4 separate regions of the Sus scrofa genome follow, and all the other regions are linked to region 1. Evidence: chromatin contacts called from public HiChIP or PLAC-seq data. All regions are on one chromosome and are shown on one strand. The core of a region is the stretch at or near the end of the contact, and the rest is flanking DNA. Distances in the headings are between cores, read along the strand shown.

Evidence for each region. HiChIP or PLAC-seq counts read pairs in DNA pulled down with a chosen protein or histone mark.
Region 2: a contact with region 1 is called in an H3K27ac HiChIP or PLAC-seq map of skeletal muscle, with 2.5 times the contacts expected there. The contact joins two enhancer-like sites. A contact is called at or near these places in 1 of 47 Hi-C or Micro-C datasets (fibroblasts) and 1 of 2 datasets of contacts at active chromatin or transcription factors (skeletal muscle).
Region 3: an H3K27ac HiChIP or PLAC-seq map of skeletal muscle shows a contact between it and region 1. The contact joins two enhancer-like sites. A contact is called at or near these places in 1 of 47 Hi-C or Micro-C datasets (epiblast stem cells) and 1 of 2 datasets of contacts at active chromatin or transcription factors (skeletal muscle).
Region 4: an H3K27ac HiChIP or PLAC-seq map of skeletal muscle shows a contact between it and region 1. The contact joins two enhancer-like sites. A contact is called at or near these places in 2 of 2 datasets of contacts at active chromatin or transcription factors (alveolar macrophages and skeletal muscle).

Annotation. Positions count from the first base shown.
Region 1 is chr1:74,654,648-74,660,133 of Sscrofa11.1, forward strand. All of the region lies in intron 1 of FOXO3 (forkhead box O3), which reads left to right. Among named protein-coding and RNA genes, the nearest start is that of FOXO3, 28 kb to the left of the region's middle. Within about 2 kb of position 2,759, at least 53 of the 83 cell types and tissues checked have an H3K27ac peak or open chromatin away from gene starts, as enhancers often do. A contact at or near this core is called in skeletal muscle, where this site is marked.
Region 2 is chr1:75,067,554-75,073,039 of Sscrofa11.1, forward strand. The region is part of intron 18 of ARMC2 (armadillo repeat-containing protein 2); the gene reads left to right. SESN1 (sestrin-1) reads right to left here. Exons shown (of 10, transcript XM_021090855.1): 2 at 3,163-3,228; 3 at 1,764-1,964; 4 at 800-982. Among named protein-coding and RNA genes, the nearest start is that of SESN1, 100 kb to the right of the region's middle. Within about 2 kb of position 3,133, at least 20 of the 83 cell types and tissues checked have an H3K27ac peak or open chromatin away from gene starts, as enhancers often do. A contact at or near this core is called in skeletal muscle, where this site is marked.
Region 3 is chr1:74,962,665-74,968,150 of Sscrofa11.1, forward strand. It overlaps ARMC2 (armadillo repeat-containing protein 2), which reads left to right. Exons shown (of 19, transcript XM_021090841.1): 6 at 1,253-1,329; 7 at 4,737-4,790. Among named protein-coding and RNA genes, the nearest start is that of ARMC2, 42 kb to the left of the region's middle. Within about 2 kb of position 3,082, at least 31 of the 83 cell types and tissues checked have an H3K27ac peak or open chromatin away from gene starts, as enhancers often do. A contact at or near this core is called in skeletal muscle, where this site is marked.
Region 4 is chr1:74,915,674-74,921,159 of Sscrofa11.1, forward strand. No RefSeq gene overlaps it. Among named protein-coding and RNA genes, the nearest start is that of ARMC2, 5.4 kb to the right of the region's middle. Within about 2 kb of position 2,753, at least 13 of the 83 cell types and tissues checked have an H3K27ac peak or open chromatin away from gene starts, as enhancers often do. A contact at or near this core is called in skeletal muscle, where this site is marked.

The DNA of each region.
Region 1 (5,486 bases), core at 1,509-4,008:
ACTGATTAATAGGTGACAGTGTCCTGTTGGAAACTTGGTTCTCTAAGGTAATGAGCTGGTCCGTTGGTTGGAGTGTTCCTTCTTTGCTGGTGTATTTATGTCTTTCTCTCTAGCCTTGGAAATCCTTTTCTTGAAACACCAGGAATTTGGCTGGGTGTGTGTGTATGGCTCCAGACTCAGGGAGTGATTGGGACTCACAGACAAAGCAGCATGGATCAGGTTCTTTGGGAAAGTTCTCAGAGCAGTCCAGGGGAGGAAACTGAGGCTGGTGGGATGGTGGGCAGGAGGCAGAAGTCTTGGTACAAGGAACTGTGTCTACTAAGAAGTCACAGGGACTCAGCAGAAGGCAAAGGCCAGGGAACAGTAGGTGTTCAACTCAGTGCATTGCTGGAGTCTGGCTGAGAGCAAGACTTGGGGATGTGGGATCAGATGGGTTTTCGTGACACAGGCCTCAGTGAAGGGGCCAGGGAGTCAGTGAGGATAGTGTGTCCATGGTTATTAAGCCCATCCTCATGTTAAATCTGAAGGTAAAGACGAATTCTTTTTTAGCTGCTGAAGAAACTGAAGCCTAGAGCTGGGTCTGGTTCAGCAGGTGTTTGGTGTACCCGCTGGACCCAGCTCCCTTGGCTCCTGAGTGGCAGAGTGAATGCAGACCCAGTCTGCCCACTCTCCCTCCTGGTTCCCCCTTCTCTTTCCGAGGCCCCTGTTCCTTAGAACAATTGCTCGGGGCTGGAATAAGCCACCAGGGGACAGATGAAGAGATCCTGAGACTGCTTCTCTCTGAACAGAGTTGGTCCCAAAGCTGCTCAAGGGAGTAAGGTGGTTCTATGGGGAAACATCAGATATGGGGGCTGATGGCAGTGGGGTGTCAGGCTGCACTGGGACCTTTGTGTGCCCACCAGTGGTACGCATTATGCTGATTCCTAGGAAAATGTACACATGGGTATACACACCCCCACACCCCCTTCACCCCACACACGTCCCAGTTTGCCTTTGAAGGGAAAACTGGGGCTCGGTCCTATCCCTGTTTTCTTCTCCCCTCCATTTTAGGCCAGTCCATGTTCCTGCAAACAGACAAGGCATTGTTTAAAGTACAATGTACTCTCCTACTTTTGCATTGTCATCAGAAATCCTTGACGAAATGTTTAATTTCTCTCTGAGGTTATCTGTACTTAGTTGACTTGCCTGGTGGTACATTCGGTCTGGAACCTGGGACTTTCTTTTTTGCCCACTTGTGTTGCATTAAGTCAGTCATAGGATGCACAAATATTTTTATAGAAAACTTAAGGATTCCTGCACTTCGAGATGACTCAGGCCAGTGTTTCCAAACTAGTGACATTAACTTGGACACACGCTGGAGAAGGGCTTCCCCCTCCTTCCTGCTCTGACTTTTCACTGGTCTGTCTTGTGACCCCCCTATTTGCAAGAAGGCCAAAGGGCCCTGCCTCCTAAATGTAAGGGTCATTTAAGAGTGAAGATACTTTTTAAGGCCACTTTAACAGAGTTAAAAGCTCTTAGGTTCTCGTGACAATCTGCTAACCATTTGTATTGCTGGTGACCTCATTTAAGAATGTGTTTTATTTCATCAGTTTTAAGTTGATAAGTTCAACAAAGATAGAGGTGATAGGTGTGAATTGTTTAAGTAAATTGCTTTTTTGAACAGTCTATTTTTAAAAATTCCGTTCGTTTATCTCTGCAGTTGTGAGTGTGTTGATTCATTGGCATGGACTGGATAGCATAGCATTTTTTAAAGCTGAACTAAATGAAAACTTAAGATTTATAAAAAAAGACATAACCGAGGTTGTTGTACAATTTACTTAATTAATGAGGTGTTACATTCTTTAAAAATCGCATTTCAGAAACGCGGTTGGCGTCGACTTTATAGGAATGCGTTTGTTATACAGGATGAGATGAGATGTGCGGGCAGAGATCCAGACCCAGCTCTCCCTTCCTCCGTCTGGTCAGCACTGCTGCTACTTTATAGCCCTGCCCCCAGGCTCCCCCTTTCCTCCACCCCAAAGGCAGAGTCTAAGAAGAAACTGAGACTGTCTTTGTGGTGAGTGAAGATGCAGCATCCTGCTGGTCTGGGCTGGAGAAACAGAAACCAGCTCCCCTCGAAGGCACCTTGCCCTTGCACGCAAAGCCTCCGCAGGATGCTTTCTGCTCTGCTGGGATTATTTTCGGCAACTCGGGGAGGGCAAGAAAGGTGGTTTGCTCTAGTGTGACTGGAAGATGGAAAAGCTTGAAGGAATGCTGACAGTTTTTGATGGAAAGTCATGACAGTATCTTAGTTCTTTAACATTTATTGGGTAAATTTAGGTTCTGCAGAGGAGCAGTTTAAAATGGACATCCCCGAGGATCTTTGCTGAGGCAAAATAGCCAACTCTGGCTTTGGTCCGGTGGGGCTGGGGTAGTTTGGTGCAGATGCGTTTGGTGGAGAAGGGGGTGGCATCACGCATGGGACCTGCATAGGATTTCTGTGGCCATTCCACGTGTAGCTCTTGGCCATGCCCCAGCTTTGCTGAACTTCTCCAGAAGATTACTGTTTTTGAAAAAAGAAAATCTAGGTGGTGGCGAGGAATATAGGCTGCATTTAAACTGGCCTGTGTAATTTTCCTGGTCACAGGCAACCCACATTCTGGAGCTGTGTGACGTCAGTGCCCTGCCTGGGAGTCAGGAGTCTTGACCGGCCGGGCCTTGGCTGCCCTGGGCTGCACAGACGCCTGTCCAAGCCGGGTCCTTGTTTACTTCCTCTCTGGTGCTTGGGACATCGAGTACCGAGAAGGGCCGCGCGCCTACACGAGCTCCTGCCAGCATTCGGCCCTGCTGTTCCTGACTGTCTTGGAAAGCGCTCCATCCGTGAGGCAGGCTTTTGTTCTTCGAGTGCAGGCTTTATTCCCGGCCACACACCCGCTTCCCCATTCCAGAGCAGACCCGCAGGCCCCCTCCACAGCAGTCTAGCCCCGTGGGACCCTCAGCTCTAAGGGCTGTTAACTTTCAGAGCAGGAGGAGGAGTCAGGCCCAATCGATCTTGCTGCAGCAGGGTGGCTGGCTCTGCAGCACGGGGTCCTGAGACTGATATTTGGGAAAGCAGTGCTTTCTTTAGATGCTTATAGGAAAGTTAAGGGGCTTTTGGATTATACTGTGTTGTGAATGTGGATTCTAAAACACAGCCTTCAAATTGCAAGTATATAAAACAACTGTTTTGTACTGAACGTTAGTCAAGCTTAAGTGATCCTTTGCAATTTCACGAATAATCAAAACACAAAAGCATGTTGCCTAGGATGAAACTGTTGCAAAATCAAGTGATGTATTTTTATTCCTAAGGTAAATTTTCATCCTCTAGAGATTTATTCTTAATCAAAGGAGACCATCTTCTGTACATAGTATGTCATAATAAAAACCCTTAATCATTAGTATTTAGACAAAAACAGGCACATGGATATGTAAAGTTAAATGTCAAGACTGTAACTCATTAACAGGATTTAATTTAAATCCCCATCCCCCCCTTTTTTTTTTGCTTTTTAGGGCTGCACCTGCGGCCTATGGAAGTTCCCAGGCTACAGGTCAAATTGGAGCTGCAGCTGCCAGCCTACACCACAGCCACAGCCACAGCGGATCTCTCTCTGACCCACTGAGTGAGGCCAGGGATCGAACCTGCATCCTCTTGGATGCCTCAGTGGTCAGAATTGTTACCACTGAGCCACAATGGGAACTCCTATTTTTTTTTTTTTTTTTTTAGGAGTAATACTTTAATTAGAGGAAAGGAAAGGGGCAGTGGATAGACAAAATAAAAATACTTATTTACAGACTGTAATGGCCAAGGATTATGAATGGAGAATTGAGGTTGATTTTTCTGTCAGAATTTTGGATGCCATGTTTACAAAATCTCTTATGGTTCCAAAAATGTGCAGCTTTTCTCTTTTTAGTCTTGGCATTATTGCTCTTTTATGAGACTGGAGAGAATATTAGAGTTCCTTCTAGGGTAGCCTCCTCATTCAGTAGAAGAAACTAAGGCCCAGAAGTTGGTGGTGGGCTCAGAGCACTCACCTAGGGGTAGGCAGGGTGGTCTGGAAGCTGCATTCTTACTTTGGGCTTCTCCTTTAGAAGAAGCTCCTGCCTGCCTTTGTGACTATTTTAAAGACCTGTTTGGGACCTGGGTAGGGAATGGGGGCTGAGGGCACAGAGATTTCCTTTTGCCCCAGGGCATTAGAGTTTCTCATTCACAGCCCAAGTGTCTCTGGGACTCACTGGGAGCTCTTTTAGGGCCTCTCTTTTTGTTTTCTGTACCCTGTAATGGGGACTGAGGGTATCCATTTACATTCAGGATTGCCTACCACCTACCTGAGGCTGAATACCACATGGGTTAGGGTAAGGGTTAGTATGAAGGATTTTTTTTTTTTTCTTTCTCTGCCTGCCCTGATGGCAGATGGAAGTTCCCAGGCCAGGGATGGAATTCCAGCTGTGCTGCAACCTACTCCACAGTTTTGATTTTTGCCACTGCTGTGGCCACGCCAGATCATTAACCCACTGCGGCTGGGCTGGGGATTGAACCAGCACCTCCACAGCGACAAGCTGGATCGTTAATCCACTGTGCCACAGCGGAACTCCAAGGGATGTTCTTTAATACTGTTACAACAGTATTTCCCAAACTATTTCCTTGGAAAGAGTAGGAGTCTTCGCTGTTGGAGCCATTAGGTTGAACCCAATTTAGGTGGTATGTTGTATTTTCTTTTCTAAACAGGACTTCTTGGGGCAATCCTGTCCCAACCTTTTGGTGGTAAAGTAACTCAGGAGTCAGCATGAAACCTCAAAATCTGACTAATCAGGCAAAAACAGAAGGATGAGAGCCAAATTAAATCTAGCCCTGAAGTTCACTTCTGGGTCAGGCCTTTAGGAAGCAGCACATGAAACTTTACTTGGATATAGTTTCCTCGTGGTTCTTTAGCAGCTTGAAATAACATCTGGAGCTGCCAGTAAACAGAAATCTCAGGATATCTTTTTTCTTTCCATCTGATTGAACAAGGTATTGTTTAGGGAGGTGAAACAAAACTTTGTATTCCTAAAGTCAAAGGTTTTTGAGATCTCCACTTCATGCAGTAACTTACAGGTTCCAGTGACTTTGAAAGACATAATGATATTCTTAAAAAGCTTTATGTACCTGCTTTAAAGTTAACCACTGCTGCCTTTTTATTTAAAAAAAAAAAAAAGCTTGGGGAGTTTCCGTTGTGACTCAGTGGTAATGAACCCGGCTAGTATCCGTGAGGACATAGGGTCTATCCCTGACCTCACTCAGTAGGTCAGGGATTTGGCGTTGCTGTGAGCTGTGGTGTAGGCCGGCAGCTGCAGCTCTGATTCAACCCCTAGGCTGGGAACTTCCATATGCTGCAGGTGCGACCCTAGAAAGACCAAAAAAAAAGTTTGGAAAGTTGTAGTAAATAAATGATGCAAAGGAAATGCTGTGCAGCAATAAAGAGAAACAGCCA
Region 2 (5,486 bases), core at 1,883-4,382, 410 kb after region 1:
ACATAAACTGGTACAGGCACTTTGGAAGACAGTCTCTTACAAAGCTAGATACAAGCTTACCAAAATAAAATACAATAAAAATAAATACAAGCTTACCATACAATCCAGCAATCACACTCCTAGTTATTTACCCAATTAAGTTGAAAACTTATGTCTACCAAAAAACCTGCATGTGAATGTTTGCAGAGGCTTTATTCATAATTGCCAAAAACTGGGAGTAACCAAGATTTCCTTCAATAGGTGAATGGATAAACAAACTGTGGTATATCCATACACTGGAGTATTTTTCAGCAATAAAAAGAAATGAGCTATCAAGTCATGAAAAGCCATGGAGAAACCTTAATGTTTCCTGATAAATAAAACGAGCTATTTTGAAAAGGCTATATACTATATGATTCCACCTCTATTTAGAGACAGTAAAAAGAACAGTAGTTTTAGAAGGAAGGGGAGAGAAATGAAAAGCGGAAGCATAGGAGATTTTTAGAGAAGTGAGACTATTATGTACGATACCGTAATGGTGGATAACATGACATTATACATTTGTTAAAACCCATAGAACTGTACAACACAAAGAATGATCCCTCATGTAAATTACAGACATTATTAATCCATCAGTTACAGCAAATGTATATACCAAGGCTAGAAGTTAAATAGGAGAAACTGTGGGGTGGGGTAGTGGGTAGAATATGGGAACTCTACTTTCTGTGCCATTTTTCTGTAAAACTAAAACTGCTGTTGAAACAGTCTTAATTTAAAAAAAAAAAAAAAAAAAGACACCCTAGATATAGTCTCTACTTACCTCAATGTGTTCTTTGGTAATAAGCCAAGGCCTATGGGCTAACACTTTGTTAAGTTCTCCTAAATTCTGTAGTTTTTGAGGAGCATTCTCTAAACCATTAAGCCACTTGGGGTCACCACCAACATGAAGGAAATCATTTACATGGAGATTCACTAAGTAGGAGCACTGATGTCTTGCTGCAGCCTTAAAAAAACAAACAAAATTACTCTATAAATATTAAAATCTTGAACAACTACAAATCTTTTTTCTTTATAATAAGTAAAACAGCTAATTAAGTTTTTGATTAGTATGGTTTCAAGTTTTTCATATGCTAGAGAGATGAAGTTTTCATACAAAACATGTAAAAATTCACATACACCATAGAAAGCATCTTAGAAATATCTCAAGAACAAAATATCTATTTGAACTTTAGAAAATTTTATTATATACCTACTGTCAGAACCTTGGATTAAGAAAACTTCAATTAAGATGCCAACCATAAAACAATGGAATATTACCTATAAACTGAACATAAATACCTCTACTTATGTCAGTCAACTATTTATAATAGTGAAATAATCTTGTATTCTACTTTTTCTTTTTTTTTTTTTTTTTTCCAAAGCCTATGATTTTTTTTTTTTTTATTATTATTTTCCCACTGTACAGCAAGGGGGTCAGGTCATCCTTAGATGTATACATTGCAGTTACAGTTTTTTTCCCCACCCTTTCTTCTGTTGCGACATGAGTATCTACTTTTTCTCTTATTTAATAGAAAAGAGTTCTCAAGGGAGTATAAATATATATTTCCTTTTCTGTTATACGTGAGAGCATACTTATTTAGAAAGAGGAAAAACAGATACTACCTAACAGGAATCCAATTAGAAGTTAGCATATAAGTGTTTATTCCTTTGTTTTAAGTATTAACCATCTCTTTAAAAGATTAATAAAGCAGGCAGAAATAAATTTTCACTGAATGTTTACAAACCATTATTCCAATGTAGTGCCGATAATGCAGGGGTAATGGGCCATCCATTTGCAGTAGATAGTGTTGAGTTTTTAAAAAACTTTCTAAATATTGTGGGTGAAAAACCATCACTAAGGTAATATTATCCAGACGACCCAAAGCAGCAAAAGAATCTGCAAATAAAGTATGCATCTGTGCGTCTTCACTCCCCACTTGGAGAATCTGTATAAGAGAGGAAAGCCATGGTTACAGAGATTGTAAATTGGTGTTAGAAGAAAGAAAGTATGCATGCACTGCATTCTAAGTGTCATTTAGAGGCAGATTAGCGCTCTTTGATAACTCAGCTGGTAGAGCAGAGGACTGTAGAAGCAGATTAAAATTGGCTTAAGAGGAGTTTCCACTTTGGCACAGTGGGATAAGACTCTGACTGCAGCTGCTCAGGTCTCTGTGGAGGTGTGGGTTGGACACCCAGCCCAGTTCAGTAGGTTAAAGGATCTGGAGTTGCTGCAACTGCAAGGCAGTTCTCAGATACAGCTCAGATTCAATTCCCTGGCCAGGGATCTTCCATATTATATGGGTGTGGCCATAAAAAAATAAAATGAGCTTAAGAAAAAGAAGTTAGGGGTTCTCTTATGGCTTAGTGGGTTATGGATCTGGCATCACTGCAGCAGCTCAGATTGCTGCTGTGGCCTGGGTTCAATCCCTGCCCAGGAACTTCCATGAACTCTAGGTATGGTCAGGAAAGGGGAAAAAAAGGAAGATTATAATTCTACAAATTTAACTCAACTAGTAGCAAGACAGAAGAATAAACAGTCGCATATCTTGTAGTAGGGGAGAAACAACAAATGTCAAACATTAAAGGTCATCTAGATAAGCTGTTTGCAGGCTTGGCCAGAATCCAGATAAAGAAGCAAGATTTAGATGATCAAACTTGCAGAGCCTGCAAACAGACACTAATGCCTCTCCTTTAAACAACACCTACTCTCCCTTAATTTAAGGAGAACCAAAATTAACTAACAGCAAACAATTCTTGTGAAAACAAAGCATAGGAGCATTACATATTTAGTATTAAAGATCCAATCTAGCACTGATACCAAGTTTGCCAAGACCAAGTAACTCAGCTTATGGGCACACCTCAACAACATCTGAATATAAGCAGGTGGCACATCACTGGTCAAAAACAAGTCTTGCCTTTCCTCGATTAAATCTGGGTGTTAGAAAAGCATCACAAAATAGTAGAAATCAACATGACTATAACAGCTTTCTAATCTCACTGATTCACTGCCAAAGCATGATGATTAACTGTGATCAGCTCTGTTGCATATTGTTGACCAGCAGCTGTTCAGATGCCAAGAAGTGGGTCATGAAAGCTCTTCCTTAAAAGCATACAGTTCACTATGTACTTTTACAAACAACATACCTCCTTTTCTGGGATGAATCTACTTGGTCCGTGTCCTAGTGGTCGAGGAATTCTAATTCCAAGTTCCTAGAAAAGAAAATTACACCATCTCAGGCCTCCAGCAGTAAACAACATGAATTGAGGCTACAGGAATGGAAGGGAAAAACAGCCAGTTGAACAGAGACAGGCTTGTTTCGGTGGTTTGTTTTCAGGGCCATATATACATACCAATTCCTCTGTTTGCATCACATAGCTGACAACAGTTTATGACTCTGACTAAAAACAATAAAACCTGTTTCACTAAAACCAGAGTTTTGCATAAAGTACTTGGCAGAAAGTCTAGAACAGAAAGTTCAGCACACAGCAGCCAACTCTGTGGATTGTCAGTGATACAAAATAAGACCAATGTGTTTGTACATCCAAAACCCAACCAACCAAAATATCAATCCCTGTTCATCTTGTCAGGAAATGAAAAAACAGTATTCTCTACCTAGATGTCTTAAAGTGAAAGAAGTATAATTATTATTACATCTATAATAACACTTCAAAAGAACAGAAATTTTATGAAAAATTAAACTTCTCTAAATCCACAAAAGTACGTAGGACATAATTTCTATGAGAAATTAATTTTGAGTTTTCCTTAAATTTTTAATTTATAGGATCTCATCAACTTTGCTAATATTTTAGAGGAGCTCAACTAATTAAAAAATAAGGTTTTCTGCCTTTTGACATAGTGAACCTAGAATTCTATACTTTATGTGACAGTGTAGTGTGGTTAACAAAAACTGACAATCTAATCTTAAAGCTTCTATCTTTTCCCTCAGTAAGTGTGCTTATAGAAACAAAACCAAAATATAATTCAACTTATTTTTTTTTTTACAGGTCCATGTTCTATCAATTTAGTCTCGAAACAAACAACCCCCCGACCTTTAATAATCAAATATTAATCCTTGCTTATATATTACAAACAACTATTACTTCACCCTCTCTCTACTGCTTCCTAAAGTTCTTTGTGATATAACCAGATGCTTTCCTTTTAAAAGAAGAAAAAGATGGGGGCGGGGGGGGGGGAGGGAGGGAGAGAAGGACATGTGGCAGCAATTCAAGAAATCTGGTCCAAGTAAATGAAAACCTTTTGAGCAGAATACATTTTAAAAAATTAAGCAGGCAGGACAAAATGGAATAGAATCCTAATTAGGAGAACTCAATATTCATATTCAAAGTACACTCTATTTGCCAACTAAGCCTAAATTTTTATATATGCTTCCAATAATCTTATATCAGAGGCCAGTGATTTCTTACTCTGATAACTCTACACTTATACCTAAGACAAGAATGTCTAATAACCATAGGGGAGGCACTAAATTCACTGGTTAGGCCATGTATATGTCTATCCTATAACAAATGTAAGGGAAAAAGCCCACATTCCTGCTATTTAAAACATCATTTTGGCATAAATGCAGCTGTTTATATGAAATGATGACTCCTAGCCTAACTGCTGAATTTCTGATTCAACTATATACCTATCAAACAAAATAAACTTTGAGGCTAAAAATTACTATTTATGTAATAGTAATTTCTTTAAAATTTTTTTTTCATTTACTTTACTATCTTATTTAAAATGCATTTTATCAAAACACCTATTTCATGGGCTTTTATTAATTTTATACCTAAGAGACACCATTTTGATGGCTTTAGTATATAAAAGGTGGCTTCAAATGGGGGAGAAATGGATTATGAAATAAATGATCTTGGGAGTTCCGGTCATGGCTCAGTACTAATGAGTCCAACTAGTTTCCATAAGGATGTAGGTTCAAGCTCTGGCCTCACTCAGTGGGTTAAGGATCCAGCGCTGCCATAAGCCATGGTGTAGGCCAGCAGCTACAGCTCCTGGGAATTTCCATACGCCACAGATGGGGTCCTAAAAAGCTAAAACAAACAAACAAACAAACAATGATCTTGATACAACTGGAGAGCCAGTCAGGAAAAAGTGAAACTGCAGTCCTAACTCATACTTTACTAAACGATAAATCAGACGTAAGTGAAACCCCCCCCCCCAAAAAAAAACAACAGTATAGTACCAGAAAAAAAAACACTCATGGAGTTAGGCCCAAGAATGCCACAAAACCCAGAAGTCATAAAATAATTTCAGATTGATAAATTGATGACATAAAGACTTTCATATTGGAAAATTAAACATATCACTTTGTTGTACAGCAGAAAGTATCACCCTTGTAAATTAACTATACTTCAGTAAAACTTAAAAAGTTTGATGATAGGCTGCGTTGGAGAGGAGGTAGAGAAACAGCCATTCATTGCTTATACATTTCATTTTGTTTCTTTTC
Region 3 (5,486 bases), core at 1,832-4,331, 310 kb after region 1:
CAGACATGCAGATGCTCATGGGTGACCCTGTCTGCATATGTGTGCATCTTTATGATTTTTTTTGTAGCAAATATTGTATTTCATGGTAAAAGTGAAATCGTGTTGTAAAACTTGCACTAGTATTCTTTCAGTGCTTTTTTTTTTTTTCCACATTAGAATTCTGTACAGATATTTAAAAGTATTTTAAGTATCAGCTCTAGCTAAGGAGATGTTATATCCTTCATAGACCATCTCTACATTGTCTATAACCTTCAAAACAACAGAAAACAAACAAGCAAAAAACTCAGGCATATAGTCCTGCTGTTAGCCAGCCACACATTTTCATTTGGAGCACAAAATATTTGTCGTCTGGGGCCTGCTTAAATTTACCTTCAATTTTTTAACGTTCAAAATATTTTTTAAAAAAATATTTTAGAGACTATTAATTTTATTTATTTATTTTTGCTTTTTAGGGTTGCTCCCACAGCATATGGAAGTTCCCAGGCTAGGGGTTGAATCAGAGCTGTAGCTGCTGGCCTACACCACAGCCACAGCAATGCCAGACCCAAGCCACATCTGCGACCTACACCACAGCTCACAGCAATGCCAGATCCTTGACCCACTGAGCAAGGCCAGGGATCGAACCCACATCCTTGTGGATATTAGTTGGGTTCGTTTCCACTGAGCCACAATGGGAACTCCCTATTAATTAATTTTGAAATGAAGAAAGGAGATATAGTGATTTGTTGAAAAGAGCAGTTGGACATCATGAGACCTAGGTTCCAGATCCGACCCCCACTATGTGATCCTGGACACATCTGACTGGTTTGGAAACAATTTTCCTGCCCACAGCATGTATCCCTGAGTGAGAGCGGTTTCTTCTATCTCCTGAATGCTAGGCTTTTGTGAGGCAAGTATACAGTTCTTTCTTATTCTAACAGTGACCTCTTGTGGTGCAGATCCTTAATCTTTCTTTCTTTTTTTTTTTTTTTTTTTTTTTTTTTGTGCAGAGTAAACTTTGGATTTATTTTTTGTTGTTGTTTCTAGTAACTGTATTTCATACTGAAACACAACTGTGACTTGTTTTTAAAAGATAATTCTTCATTGGATATCAGAGGTTGATTAAAATGCGATATAGCACACCAAACTCTTATTTCATAAACAATTCTCTGGGTTCTTCAAAAATTTCATTTTCAGTGACTCCTGACACTTACAAAAAGAGAAATGCTCTGGGTTTTGTTTTGAGTATTGTGTGTACTCCTCTTCCTCCTAGGGACCAGGGCAGGAGGCATTTGAGAGCCTCCTCATGCCCCAACAGCTCAGGCTGGAGCAGGCTGGACACCAGAGCAGGTGAGTCCCCCATTTTCTTAGAGGTCCCCAGGGCTCAACCTCCTCTTCCGCATTCCCATGAGCAGGAAAATCATGTGCACTGTTGACTTAAAGATATGCACAACTTAGGAGTTCCCTTTGTGGCTCGGTGGTTAAGGAACCTGACTAGGATCCATGAGGATGTGGGTTCAATCCCTGACCTCGCTTTAGTGGCTTAAGGATCTGGAGTTGCCGTGAGTTGCGATGTAGGTCACAGACACAGCCTAGATCTGGTGTGGCTGTGGTGTAGGCCAGGAGCTACAGCTCTGTTTTGACCCCTAGCCCAGGAACCTCCATATGCTGCAGGTACAGCCCTAAAATAGCAAAAAAAAAAAAAAAAAAAAAAAAAAGGAAAACTTAAAAGTTGGGAGTTTAGTTTATTGGGAGCAAAACCTGGGCTATAGCCGGGGAGGCCACATTTCAAAGAGCTCTGAAATACCACTCCAAAGAGGTGGGGGGAAATGTCAGTATATATATGCTTTTGGTGAAGGGGGAGGTACATGCAGCCAAGCACACATTTTATAGGTCACTGCTGGTCACAAGGAGCAGATGTCACCGTGAAGGATTTTAGTGCTTTTCTAGATAGGAGGAGATGCAAGAATTGGACTCATAAAAGCTTCTCCTGAAAATATCTACCGGAAGACCTGTTCTGCCAGTTTTCCCAGAGCACAGAGCGTCCTACTCCTGATCTCCATCCTGAGCTCCTTTCAGGGGTGTTGAGGGTCATGCAGCTGCAGCAGCTCATGATTCAATCCATGTAGAGGCAGATGCCAAGTGCCAAACTCCAGTTCATAGCACTAAAGGATCTGATGTTGGCTCACTCTTTGAAAGTGCCAGGAGCTTTGTCCAACTCGGTCACATATCAGCATTTATTTTTTGTAATTTTTCATTATTTTCACAACAGCCTTAGCGCTCTTACCATTACCCGGCTTTAGTGGCTCAAACATATAGAGATTACAATCTTAATGCCTGCACAGAAATTATTGTGTAAAGGCATTTGAAAGATTGCAAAATCTGGCCTCCACATAGTTCTTAAGTTCAAAACTTGAGTCAAAATCATTGCTCAATTAGTTGAAACTGTTTTAATTATATGAAGTCAGCCCTTTGTGGCTTTAAACTGTTTGCTATATAACAATATAAATTACAGGCTAGGAGGGCTTGGGATGTATTCATGCAATGAAATATAGCAGTTAGAAAAACGAACTAGAGTGCACTTATAATATTGAATGAAATGAGTACAGATATAACATTATGTGAAAAAATTAAGTCCCCAAAACAATGGTGTGTATTGTTTCTGGATTCAGATCTATGTGGTAAACATGTAAAGTCAAGCATGATTAAAAAAAATAACCGTTCAATTTGAGTGTTGGTAACCCTTGGGGAGGGGGCTGAATGGGGGAGGTACACAGAGGGTATTAGTAATAAGTATAATGTTTATTTCTTTGAAACAAGGAGAAAAATGAAAATACAGTTAATATTTGACAAAACTGTGGGTAACACAGGTGTTTGGTTATATTCCTTATACATTATATTCCTTTTTGAGGTGCATGAAATTTTACAAAACCAAACAAATATTTGGTTCAAAAAATATTTTCTTCTCTTCAAGACTAATTTCTTATCAATACAACAACTTTTGTGCCCAGTGGGAATTTCTGTAGCACTCAGGAAAATCTTAGACAGACTGATTTCCACGTCAGCATTGTTGCTAAGCCTTTTACATGTCTAAGCTAAAAACAGCAGCCAATGAAGATTGTGTCAAGTTTTTGTGTCCAGAACTCAAAGCTGCGGTTAAGAACTATAACCACTGAGACAGCAAAAAAATCTTCAAAAACATGCTGAAATTTCTGCTCGACTTACCCAATTTCCTGTTGAATCATAATTTTTATATTTAGCAACCTGTGAACCTAGATGAAAGTGCTTTCTAAAATATCAGGTTGTTGCCCAAGACTGAGACAAACTTTATTTATTTATCTTCTGCGGATCTTAAAAAGTAACCATGTGACCCTGGGCTGCAGTTTCTAGGGCAGAAGCCGGGTTCTTGTCGAAGATGGGATTTTTTTGTGGCGAGCAGCGTTGAAGGAGGTGCGTGAGGGGAAAGGCTGGAGCCGGCCACCACTGCTCGCACAGCGGTTCCTGGGAGAGGGTTGAAAGCAAACTCTTGCACCACAGGGTCTGGCTGACTTCTGTTCCGAGAAGAAACAAGTCTTAGAAACATGCAGGAGGGCCTGCGAGAGCCTTTCCTTTCCAAAGGTTAAATAAACTGCTCTGTGATTTCTGGCTCACCCCTGTAATCCAGCTCTTCCTGAGGTGCACATGATAGCCATTGCGTTTGTCCTGAGAAATGGTTTGATAAGCATGTTTTCTCATAGAGCGCGCCTACTAAAGAGCCTGTTACATAGAGGTTAAAACTGCTGATTTGGACCAATTGGACTTGAAGTCCATATTTCTCACATATTTAAGTGTGTCATAAATATGTGTCGATTAAAATATTCATCTGACTTATGATCTCCTGGCTTTCCCCTGGCCTTTATGTAAGTCGATTTTACTCACCATATTCTGGAATTTGAATATGCCCCACACCTGGAAATACAGCAGCTCTGTTTTTTTATACTGCTTGACTAGTCATGCTCACCTTTAGAATCCATACCTGTAACTTAGCAACATTAGGGCAGGCTCATAAAAGTAATGATCCAAAGAGATGGAGGTGGTGGTCTCCAGTCCTCTATCAGTGGTTCTGCAAGCCCCAGAGCTCTGAAAGCTGAAATAATGTTCAAACTCACTGAATGGCGATGCCTGACCTGTACTGCTGGGAGGCCAATTACAGCCTTTATTGCATTAGCACGACTAGCCACACACTTTGCTGCAGGACGCTGTCCCAGAAGACGCTGCTGGCGGTAGCATGGAACATGCAATGTGGACACCAGCTTGCCTGACTAAAATTCAGGTTTTTCTGAATCCCCAGCCACATCTATTCCCAAAGGCTTTGGCTAAGGGATAGTGAACTGGTACAGACTGACTTTGTCCTAGAGACAATTCAACTCTCTGTCATAGTGACTTCTTGCTCATGGATTAGACAAATTCTGTGCGACCTTGCTATGAACCCTGTCGACAGCACCTACGATGTTTAATTCCGGCTTTGTTGACATCCTTTCTCTCTGCTTTTGCTGTCCATGGGCTCTTCCTGCCCTGTGTGCATCAACCCCTGGTGGTATCAGGAAGGTTTGAGGAAAGGCAGGCCTAGACCCATTGCATCGGGGTGGCCATTTCCAGCATGGAGTGCATCGGGGATGGCCTGTGCCCTGGGTGGGATGACTGTCCTGCTGCTCTGGGTGATCCATTGCCATGTGCTTGGGTGATTTAGTATGTGCTGTGTGTTTTTTTCTCTTCAGGAGTAATACAAGTACATGAGAGGATTTGGAAAATACAGGAGCACACAAGAGAAGGTAATAACCCATAATTGCAATACTTGAAGGTTCTCATTGTTATCCCCATTTTACAGGCAAGAAGTGAAGCAACTTGCCCAAAGGCAGCCACTCGGTGGCAGAGCTAGGACTCCAGCCCAGCCAGCGACTCTAGAACCAGTGCTCTTACCACACCTCCCTAGTCTACTTGTCTTACCTTTTCTTAAAACAATCTAAATATATACAGCCTGCACCCTTTCACTATACCCTCTTTTTCCGCAGAAACTTCAGATTGCTGATATGATTTGTAACTCTCCATGGGACATTTTTAGGGTCCAGGCACCCACTGAGGGTACCAGGCAATTGCTACCAGGACTCCTTGAGTCCGTATTGACTGGGTGCCAGGTGAAGGCTCTAGGGGGGGTGCCTTCTGAGAAGGAAGGCTGAGGATTTTGTCTCCAGCCCTGCTTCTGAGCACCCAGCACAGCAGTGCCCCCTCCAGCTAGACTGTCAGCATTTTCCATCTTGAGATCTTGCCTGCATGGAATATAATCATGATCTGGAGTTTCTAATATGATTGACAGTTCTCCCCAAAGTTACCTTTTAGCTTGCCATTTTGTTGCAGGGCACAATAACCCTCGAGAGGTCAAGTGCGCTCTGTGACCTTGGGCACTCTGTGACCTTGGGCAGGTAACTTAACACCCCTGAGCCCACTTTCTTCATATGGAAAATAGTGAC
Region 4 (5,486 bases), core at 1,503-4,002, 260 kb after region 1:
TCCAGTGTTGCCATGAGCTGTGGTGTAGATCGCAGGCGTGGCTCAGATCTGGTGTTGCTGTGGCTCTGGTGCAGGCCGGCAGCTACAGCTCCGATTTGACCCCTAATCTGGGAACCTCCATATGCCGCAGGTTCAGCCCTAAAAAGACAAAAGACGAAAATATAAATAAATTTTAAAAAAGAGTGACAGAGGCAGCATTTGAAGCAAGGTCCCCTGATTTCTAGTCCGGGGACTCTTTCTACCATAGGACGCTTCTCACTTCCCTCCTTAAACCCCTTATCTGCTTTGTGCCCTCGAGTGACCTCTGTCCTCCAGCCTCTCCCAAACCAGCGCAGCCTCCCCTTCTTTTACCTCCCCATTCGGCCTGGGCCTGTAGCCATCCCTTCAGACTTCAACCTCTGGACCATCCCCAGTCCCTGTCATCCCCCACATGCTATTTCTGCTCTTCCTCCTGGACCATAGGTCCTTGTACAGAAAGCCACAAAAGGGTCCTGACAAGATCCACCATGAACTTGACCAGGGGAAAAGAGAAGGCAGGAGGGAATGGGCAGACACATTTCATCTTCTTTCCCCCTCCTTCAGACAACCCTGAGGTAGGTCCACCTTGCAGTCCTGCCAGAGGAGCACCCAGTGCTATACTAACATCTTTGCCAAGTTCCTTGGCTTTCTAAGGGCAAGGAGCCATGCAAAGCCAAGGCAAGGAGTCAGGGAGATGTAAGGAGTGTCCAGGGAATGGGGGCAGTCCTATTTGGCTGAATACATGGTGTATGTAGGAACGTGGCCTCCAGACGCACACCAGTGGGGCTCGAACCCTAGATCCTCCATTTTTACTGCCTGTGTGACCCGGGCAAGTGAAGAAACGAAACCTCAGTATCCTGGCGTGTAAAATGAGGGTAACTGTAATACTTTCAGATTGAAGGGCTTGCTGATGAAAAGTCATCAAAGCACTTAGTGCTGGACCTGTTATAACCCCCAAATAAATCCTAGTTATTATAATAAGCTAGAAGCAGAGGCTGCAGTACAGAACCAGGAGGATCTGGGCTGTAATGTGGTAGTCAGTGGGCATGACATTGACACCTTGTGAGCAGAGGTAGGCACATCTTGGACTGTGGTCTGTGACAGTCACCTTGGTTGTTGTGTGTTGGATAGACTGGGGGCAGGAGGAGAATGGAGTGGGGTCAGAGGGGCCAGGGGGAGAGCAGATATAAAAAGGGACCCAAATGGCATGGTAACAGGAGGGGGGCATCAAAGATAGCACCCTGAGTCTCTGAGACCTGTCTCTGGGTCATGCATCATCAGAGTCCTCTTTTCCTTCTGCTCTGAAGCCCAGGACTCTGGTGACATCTCTTCTTCCTGCTGGATCCTAGCTGAGGCCCTCAGACAGGGGAGCTCTGACCTGGATTTGGGCTGGGGTTCTCCATGCTGGCTTTTGCCTGTTACAGCTCTGAAAAATGCCGAACCCTTTCCCCTGTGCTCCCCTCCTCCAGCAACTAGACCAGCATTGGGGTGGGTGCTGGAGAGAGATGCTTTTTAAAGCTTTCTGGGTGATTCTTTCTTTCCTTTCTTTCTTTCTTCTCTCTCTCTCTCTCTCTGTCTGTCTCTCTCTCTCTCTTCTTTTCTGTCTTTTTAGGGCTGCACCCATGGCATATGGAAGTTCCCAAGCTAGGGGTTGAATCCGAGCTGTAGCTGCTGGCCTGCACCAGAGCCACAGCAACACCAGATCTGAGCTGAATCTGTGACCTATACCACAGCTCATGGCAACACCAGATCCTTAACTGACGGAGCCAGGGATTGACCCCCTGTCCTCATGGACACCATCTGGGTTCATTACTGCTGAGCCACAACAAGAACTAGTCTCTGGGTGACTCTAATGGCCCTCGCGATCAGGCAGCAGTGAGACCTCACTTCAGGACTTAGCACCAGAGCATCCTGCCCAGGCATTTGCCTTTGGTTCTCTCATTCCAGTCAGGATGACCAACACTCAAAACCTCTTGCTTCTCAGGAGACACTCTTCATTAGTTCACCCAGACATCATGGCACACGTTGTCAGCATCTCCCTAACAGCCAGCCGTTGGCCCTTCTTCCAGCTGAACAGACTCCTGTTTGGTTCAGGCTGTGGCAGCAAAGTACTCAGAGAAGATGAGCTCCTCCCGCAAACCCTGGGGAGTGAAACCTGATTGGTCTAAATCAGTCATAAAAATAGTAATCCACTTCATCTCTGCCAGCGACTGCTGGGTGGACATGTGACACAGTTCCGGCCAAGGAGATGTAAGGCGAACACAGCCGAGACACTTCTAGGAGGTTTTTCCTTCTCCCTGTAAAGAGTGTACAGAGGGGGCTCTGCCTTTCTCTCCTCCCTGCTCTGAGACCCCCAACCTGTGAGAACGCACAGCTTCATGCTGCCACCAACATCTTATGACCGTGGGGGCGGCATGAATGCCACTCCTCAATGCCATCCCTGAGCGGCAGGACCAACCTTTGAAAGAGCCCGCTTCGAGATATATTGTTAATAGATAATAAATAATAAATGCCCTTGCTATTTAAGCTATTTTTGATGGGGTATCCTGTTATTCCCAGCAGAAAGCTTCCAAATGATATTGGGACTCTCACTTAGCAATGCCTGACAGATGAGGCTGACGAATAGGGACTTTCTGAGGGTCTCTTCTACAGGAGATGCGGTAGGAGATGGACAGGCCCCGGGCTGCACAGCTGCAACTCGTTGCCCCAGGCTGAGCAGCGGCAGCTGGTCTCCGGCTGACCCTTCAAGATGCGGCATCACCCGGAGCCCTGGTCCCTGATTGGGTGCATTTTTGCGGAGGTCCCAGCCTGACGCATGCGCAGAGAAGGCTCTCAGTCGAAGGGAAAGACAAAGAGCGGGAGATGACGCCAGCTGGAATCCATCTTGGCTGGGTGCTGGGTGCCCACGCCAGGACCAAATATGGAGATAACTGAGAAAAACTGCCCCATCTGAGCAACCCTTAGTTATCCCTGTTGCCTGCAACTCACTCCTAGCTTGACCGGGTGCTCTTCCACAGGCACTTCACTTCTTCCACACGTACTCTGCCTCTAATAAGTACTTTTATCTCTTTCACAATCTTGGTCTCTTTGCTGAATTCTTTTTTCAAAGAAGACAAGAACCGAGGTCCTTCTTCCAGCTTTTCACTGCCAGAATCAGAGGTACCTCCACAGTTGTTTAAGATGAAGCAATTCCTAGTTAAGACTCCTGACACAGTCCTTGAAAACGACAACCCTCTCCCGTCCAATGAAATACTAGGTAGTAAATCCTCTTTGTAATCAACTGGTAATTAAATGGAGCCTCCTTGTTAGCACTGTCAGCAACACTTGATTCCTCCTGCAGAAGAACATGGCCGGGGAGGTGTCGTTGCTGTGGTAAGACAAGCATTTAAAGCAAAGCAACACCGAGGGTGCACAGGTAACAGCTGAGCTCCATTAAAGAGAGACTTGTCATGCAATTTTTTTTTTTTAGGGAATACATTTTAGGACTGTTCCAGAGTCTTGTGTCTATCCAGTTCCATGAAATTAGTTAATTTTTATTGCATTGTAAATTTTCACCAAGTTGCATTCTAATGTATTTGTACCCTTAAATTTGTATGCAAAGACTACAGAGGCTATCAATTTGATGAGCTCCTCACAGGGATTATGTGATAAATATAATTAAAGCACTAAGATTCTATACTGACAAAAGCAGAAAGTGTCTTGAAGTGAATATTAAAATTCTAAATTGGTGATTTTCATTCCATGCCTGAAGCATTTTTTTTTTTTTTCCTCTGTGAGTCACGTCCCTGTTATGGTCATAAAAGTCATTGAGGGAATTGTGAGGATTAAAGAGGTATTTATCTAACTTGTAGCTCTTCCAAAATATATCTAATGTATAAATAAAGATAAGCTATAGATATTAAATATGAAGTGCGATGTAAACTAATATAAACTATAAAACCTACTGGTTGTTTGTGGTTAAAAGTAGCTATTAGTTCATCATTCTGTTGTACTTTTGCGTCTTAGATGGTATGTAAAATTATATAACTACCATGCTCCCACCTATATAATTCTCACCTTAACTAAAAACCCAAAAACCCAACCGACGTTTTTCAGGTGAACGTGAAGAAGCTTAACTTCCTCTTGCTCCCTGTATATCTGTACAGGATATACTTTGAGTAAGTGAGGGGAGAAAATTAAGAGTATATCTTAAGAGTATATCTTATTCAGTGCTGTGAATAAGAGGCCTCAGCCTGAAAAATTACATTTGTGCATGTACAATGGTGAATGGCACACGGGACCTGGACATCAAAAACACCAGGTCTCAGATCACTTTACTTGTTGTGTGACTATGGGCAGATTGCTGACCCTCTCTGAATCTCAGTTTTGTCCACTCTCAAAGTGAGATAATCCCCAAACCAGCTACCTCTCAAGCTTAAATGTAAACCTCAAATAAAACAATGAAAATGAAATGCTCTAAATGAAAGCAGTTTGGAAACTATAAAGTGCTTCATAAATGTCAGATACAAACAGTATTTTTTCCTCTTTAATCTTCTAAGGTATAAAAAATGTCAACAATTTTGTCTCTAAAATAATTCCACTTATAAATTTAACTATGTCAAATTCTGTTAAATTACCATCAGGTAACCATGGAGGAACAGCCGGGTCGGTATAATAGGCCATTGCAATGACATCCTCAGTATTTTCCCACATAGTGTCCTTCAGTGAGGTAAGCTGGGCAGCTTTATTGCTTTTCAATAATTGCTTCCTATAATTCTGCCCCTGTCATTCTTTTCAATTGTTCTGACTTGCCTGGCAGACATTTCCTGGCTGACTGAGCCGGCTAGCTCCATGTTCCAGTACTGTGCTTACGAGGTCTATTTTAGCCCAAGCTCCTAGAGTGCAAAGACCACAGTTAATCCAGCAAGTTTTTAAAGTGAAGCTTCAACGGAGATGGTAATTGTAGAATCGTCAGCTCCAAAATGAAGGTGTGGCACAGTCTGCATAAGGGAAGTTACAAAGAAACATACAAACTCCCTGGACCTAAAAGGTGCAGCCTGAGGCTGAAAATCAGGAGTCAGAGTGTGGAGGGGGAGGATGTATGAGAAAATTTCTTTGGAGAGGAATGTGGAAGTGCTACCTCCCTCATCTCAAACTCAGTGAGAGGGGCTTCCCAGGGTCTGTGAAAACCCTGGGAAGTCCCAGGGTGGTCCAGGGAGAGCTAAAGCTCCATCCTGGGACAGCATGGAGGGGGCTGCATGAGCCATCACTCTCTGAGTCACTTGGGCAGGAGACGGTATGGGGTTTTCCTTGGACAAATGTGGGGTCATCCTGGGACCCATCTAAAGGGGCTGAAATGAACCCTGAATTTCTAGAGGAGGGGAAGGAGTTGCAAGTGACTAGTGGAATGGCACTGCATCCACCTAGAGTCCCAGGGAGAGATGTCCCCATTAATGGGAAACTCCAAAGGACCTGGGAAAGACCCACAT